Linked DNA regions of Neogale vison: region 2 is linked to region 1. A link is a contact called in public Hi-C data. All regions are on one chromosome and are shown on one strand. Each heading gives the region's core, a stretch centred on a gene start, on an enhancer-like site or on the middle of the called end of the contact. The rest is flanking DNA. Distances are from core to core; before and after follow the strand shown.

Region 1 (2,753 bases), core at 126-2,625:
ATATCTATCCAGCCTGTGTGGGAAGTCTGAATTCTTTGGAATTCTTGTATTATATTGTATTTTCCCCCCACGAGTGCACTGTGCTATGTCACAGGCCAGTCACCTTCTTTGAGAGAGTTACTTCTGACAATTTTGGGTGTCACCCCATTCACACTTACCATGTCATAAGAGAGAATCTTTCATATTTTGTAAGAACCTTCCCTGAAGCGTAAAAGTCACAGCGTCACGGCCTTCTAGTGACTATCTCAACATTTCAGTGCCAGCAGAAAACAAAATAAGATAAACACCAAACCAGTGTGCACAAACAGAGGGCAGGTTCTTTTTGGGGAGATGCATGTTTTTTTGATGAGCTAAGTGTTGATTCTAACCCCCAAAGACCGAGAAGTGTGAGGTTAGATAAGTGTCTGCTAGATTCACGACTGCCATGTGGATTCTGTGAGTCAGCTTAGAGGTCACTGGCTGTAGGGTAAAGTTCACCGGTCGTTCATGCTCGCTTGGACTGGGCCGTTCCTGAAAACAGAACCTGCACCACCATCTGCTAACTTCAGGTCTACCCAGGGAGGGTGGATGCTTCTAGCAAGGGATCTCAGGACGAATTCTGCAGCCATTCCTTGAGCAACGCCAAGTGGCCCCTGGCCAGGGTCGGAGTTAAACCAGGAGATGGCTATCAAATGCAGTTTTGGGGTTTAGCACATCTCTCTCGAGCTGCTGTGTGGAGCAGGAAAGAGAGAGGTTTGTTTGTGGCTTTAGTTCATCGGTTCTCTGCTGCACTCTTTAATCTGAACCTTTTTTTTTTGCTCAAGAGAAAAACAAGGCTGACTTGCACACCATAGAGTTTTAAATTGGACGGTCCCATGGAGTCCTCTACCCACGCCTTTGTACATTTATTTTCCAGGAACCTCATTAGGTGGTTTGGGATGCCTTCTGCTTGTGTTACAGATTTTCCAATAGACTTGCTGCACATCCTACGATAAATATAATTACTTCCCCATGAGTCGTGATGATCTCGTACACTACATTTGCACGCGCCTGTCCGTGTTTGCATGAAAAATAGCACGGCTGTATTAAGGAACGCTGATCTGGCTGCAAAGTCCCGTCTGTTGGGTTTTCTCCGGGGTGGTTCTCCTGCCTTCTGGCCGGTGAATAAATACCGTTTGGACAGGGCCTGGCACAGAGGCCTTAACCGTAAAGCTTAATGTATAACTAGTATGTTTTTCTTCTGTGTCAGCAGTTGGAAACACGATCCTGTAAATAAGGATTCGGTGAGTAAATGGATGTCTGTAGTGAGGGGAGGGGAGGGCTGGAGTAAGCAGTTTTGAAATTCATGCCAGTGGTTGCTACAAGTGATAAGGTAATTTGAGTAACCTGTAAGACCTGTGGATTCACAGGTTTCAAAAACAGGAAAGTCTCTTGTTTAAAAACCCTCTAGAGCAACATGTGGGCTTAGAAAAGAAGCTGGCTTGTGGTTAGGTGATCCTACTTCCTTATTGATATAATGGCTGGTGACGCAAGGCCTCCTGGGATTGCAGCGCGGTGACCGCAGGCCCGACAGTTGCCCTGACCGGCTTCTGAAACAGGCCCGGGGCTTTCTGGACGGATGAGAAGTCTAAAAATTTCCCTTTTCATTTCCTCTCTTGTGTGACTTTGTCATTTTTTTTTTTAAAAACTGGTAATTGAAAAGGGAATTTTGCCCATGCTCTGAAGGAGTTTATCTTGACTGCGTAGCCTCCCTCCCACTCCTCAAAAATCCCACCCTGAAAACCCCATGCTTAAAAAAAAAAAGTCATCCGTTCTTGCACATTTTTCAGTGAGTCTGTGTTTGATTAATCTGCCTTTGAGGCTGGATTCCTAACAAGCAGATCTTTAAAAACCGGATGATTTTTGAAAAACACTCTGGAACTTCTCCGTGTCCTCAGCCTCCTGGGTGAGGACCTCCAGGTGAATGCCGCATCCTTCCGGAAACCGAGCCCTCTCCCGGCCAGCTGGGAGGCTCAGTTGGGCAACAGCTCCCAGTATATGTGGTCGTGTTCTGAAATGTGAAAACAGATGCCATTCTGGTACACAGCTAACTGACCACAGCGCAGAGAGTTCCACCAGCGAGATGCGTGGGCTGTCCTAGGCCTTGCAAACATTCTGCAGACTGAACTGCAGAAAGGAGTCCTCCTGTCTGCTCTGGAGAAGATTCGGTGTGGGGATAGCCTGGTGGGCTTGACGTGTTGCTATGCCTGCTCTCCGTCCAGGGGAGACAGAGAGCAAATGGGTTGAAGCTACATCCACACCCAAGTTCCTTCTAGAATCCTTATGGCTGTATTCTTTGTTACATGCCTTAAGTGTGTATGCACGTCTATATGTATGCATGTGTCTATGTACATTTGCGTACACACACACACACACACACACACACGTGTTATCTATGCTATTTGGCCCAGCCCACAAGTTCCTTTTATTTTTCAGTGAATTCAAAGAAAATAACGTGAGGAAGATGTGTATGTTTTAGTGTTCCAGTAAATGACCAGTGTCACCTGCTGAGTCTCACCAAACGAGCCCACCCTCCTGATTCCCTTGTCTTGGCCCTGATGATCTTCCCAGGATGTTTGCTTTTCAGACTTTACTGCCCTTTCTCTTTTTGGTAAGCCCAGTAAGTCTGGCCCAGCCATGCCACTGAGGCCACAAGGAAATGTGATCCTGCCAAGTGCGGGAGCTAATCACTGCCCGAAGGTTAAGGTTACCGAAGGGACAAGAGCCACTTTCTG
Region 2 (2,753 bases), core at 178-2,677, 200 kb after region 1:
TTTTCCTCCATGACCTTGAGCTGTTTCCTGCCTGGCACTTCTGCTGCCCACAGGGGAGGCAGGCACGCCCGCTCTCGCAAGGCAGAGGAGACCCTTTCAGAGGGCCGGTTGTGGCGCAGCCGCTGCAGAGGGAGGTCCTGGTAGGCCTCGTGACAGTGGCCCCTGCTTTGGCCTTTCCGGCTTCCAACTAAAGACGCCAGGAAATGGCCAAGTCAGCCCCTGCCGTGACACCTCCTAGAACCAGAAGAGGCCCTTCCGAGAATCTTACCGAGCCCTGAGGGTGAGGAGTGTCACATTGTGCAGTGGGGAACACGGGCAACCGGGCCTCCACTTCTAAGTAACCTTTACCTCGGAAGCCTGCCAGCCCTCTGCCTGGAGACTGGCCTTTGATCACGACTTGTCACCTCCCAGGAGATGTTCCACTTTCCAAGCAGGTGGAAATGAACCGGATTAAAAATAGTCGCCTGGACTCTTCACAGAGTCCCCTAGTAAAGCGAAACAACCCGTGCTCTGCCAAGTGGCAGAAAGGCCCGCCCTGCCCCTCGGTTCCAGGACCCAGTGGCCAGTCGGGTTCCCACTGTGCCAAAGGCCGCGGCACCCTCCGGCGAGGCACCCCACAACCACCCTCCCCCGCCACGGCCTGGAACCCCGGGGTCACGGCCAGGCTCTGCTCCGGCCGCCCACAGGGCCCTCCAGGCCTTGGCCGCTGGCTCTGGGGTTCACCTTGGTGACTAGGGGCCACCGTGACCGTCCGCACCCCTCCTCCTCCTTCCTTCCCTCTCTAGCGCTCCATGGCCCCGGGTTTCTGGAGCTTTCTCAAAACCGTGGACGCATTCCCAGTGGAAATCATGACATTTTCCGTTTCACATTACGTCCTCCACAATGCCTCAGGAAAGGAGAGGGAGAGAGGGTGGGGGCCGGTGGGGGGTGGGGTGGCGGGGGTGGGAGGCACCCGGGGCCTGGGAGCCGGGCCCTGTCTCTGCCGACAGCAGGCCCGGGCCTCCGTGTATCCCGGAGTCACCTCCCCGCGCTCGGCGGCCAGCCTTCCAGCATGTTTGTCTCCAGTCGGGGGCCGGATGGGTCGGGGAGCGGCCTCTTCGGTCGGCTCCCGTGGCACAGCTGGGGCAAGGCGTGCCTCTCCACTTGGCTGTGTGTGCATGTGCGTGTGTGTGTGTGTGTGTGGTGTGTGTGTTTTAAACTTTACTTTCCACTGCCATGGTAACTGCTCCATGTTTGGCAAAGGGAAAGAGGAAAAAAAAAAGCCTCGGAGAGAAGAAAAGGAGCTCTCAGCGCGGGGCTGGCGGCCCGCCAGGGTAATCATGCCGTGGAGCTGAAATGAGGCCTCTGGCGGGCAGCCAAGTTACAAAGAACAAAGCTGTCAGTTCCTAATGTTGGCGGCAAAGCTTGTTTGGCACCCTTATATGGTTTCCCAGAACTCCCTGCCTTGGCCGCCTTCCATTCCCTTCAGGGCAGCAAACAGGATTAGCACAGCTCCGAAGTTGTTTTTCTCCGCTCTCCTCCAACTGTTCCAGTGACATCATCCCGCTGTATCCATTGGCCAGCAGGGCGGTTTTTTTCCTCTTTCTCTCTCCACCTCCCCCTGCCCGCCCTCCCTCCCTCCCTCCTGCCCTCCCTCGCTCCCTCCTTCCATCTCTCTCTCTCTCTCTCTCTCTCTCACACACACACACACACACATACACACACACACCCCTCCACTCCCACTTCCTTCCTGTAACCGCCCCCTCTCCCCTGACTTTCTTGAAACGCTGTATTTTAGGTCATTCTTCTTGTCCAGCTTCCCCGTTAAATGAAAAACGCCCCGGCGCTTGTACATTTAGCTGAATCAAGCCAGACGTTGTATTTTATTTTTATAACTGAATTCCTGTGAGATAAAAATCTCATTTTCCTTCGCAGGCTGTAATCAGCACTCGCAGGGCTGTGGTTTCCAACGGCCCCATCTCCCGCTTCCTTATGAAGCTCCGCTGAGAAATCAGCTTGGCTCCCGGTCAGGTTTAAAGGGCCCGCGGCCGGGCCCACGTTGCTGCTTCTCCCTCCCTCCTCCTCCTCTCTCTCTCTCTCTCTCTCTCTCTCTCTCTCACACACACACACACACACACACACACACAGACACGCACACGCATCCTCAGCTACACAGACAAAGGGCGTAAAGCTACCCACCAAGACAGAGGAACACACAATCAGGACACAGCGTCATCTCTCTCCCTTTGGAGAAGGAAAATAGGTGACTACACGGAAGCCAAAAGCGGTTTCCGAAAAGGCTGGTGGAAAGCAGCAGGCAGGCAAGCAAGCGTTATGCAACTCATGGCTGGGTTCACGAAAGAAACTGAGGTTCCCGACGGCACAAATGTGCCCCCGCCCCCCCACCCCACACCTCCCCACCTCTCTCTGATTCATGAACTAGTTTTCAGATTCATGAATCACTCGGGAGCCAGCAAGAGAAAAATGAGTAGTATTGATCTCATTTCAATTGAAATTGGCTCATTAGGGCCATTCTGGCTGAGGACGGCTTTCCACCACCAGACACTGGCCGGCGTCCGAGGTCTGCAGGCCGGCGCCCCCACCTGCGGGCGGGGCAGGACTCCTGGGGTGAAGCCTTCTGCAGAGGGTTCCCCTTCTCGTTATCATCAAATGGGTATAATAAGATCTTATTATTAGACGGTGAAGGGACCGTGGCTGGGTGCCACCGCCTTCCTGCAGCGGATCTGTTGCCTGCTTTGATGTCCTCCCTCTTT

The links. A called contact is a pair of places that touch in the nucleus more often than the background predicts.
Region 2: a Hi-C map of fibroblasts shows a contact between it and region 1, with 3 times the contacts expected there. The contact joins two enhancer-like sites. A contact is called at or near these places in 2 of 3 Hi-C or Micro-C datasets (fibroblasts and tongue).

What each region holds. Positions count from the first base shown.
Region 1 is chr2:152,023,561-152,026,313 of ASM_NN_V1, forward strand. No RefSeq gene overlaps it. Among named protein-coding and RNA genes, the nearest start is that of TOMM20, 160 kb to the left of the region's middle. Within about 2 kb of position 1,376, the one cell type or tissue checked has open chromatin away from gene starts, as enhancers often do. A contact at or near this core is called in fibroblasts, where this site is marked.
Region 2 is chr2:152,221,439-152,224,191 of ASM_NN_V1, forward strand. No RefSeq gene overlaps it. Among named protein-coding and RNA genes, the nearest start is that of IRF2BP2, 89 kb to the right of the region's middle. Within about 2 kb of position 1,428, the one cell type or tissue checked has open chromatin away from gene starts, as enhancers often do. A contact at or near this core is called in fibroblasts, where this site is marked.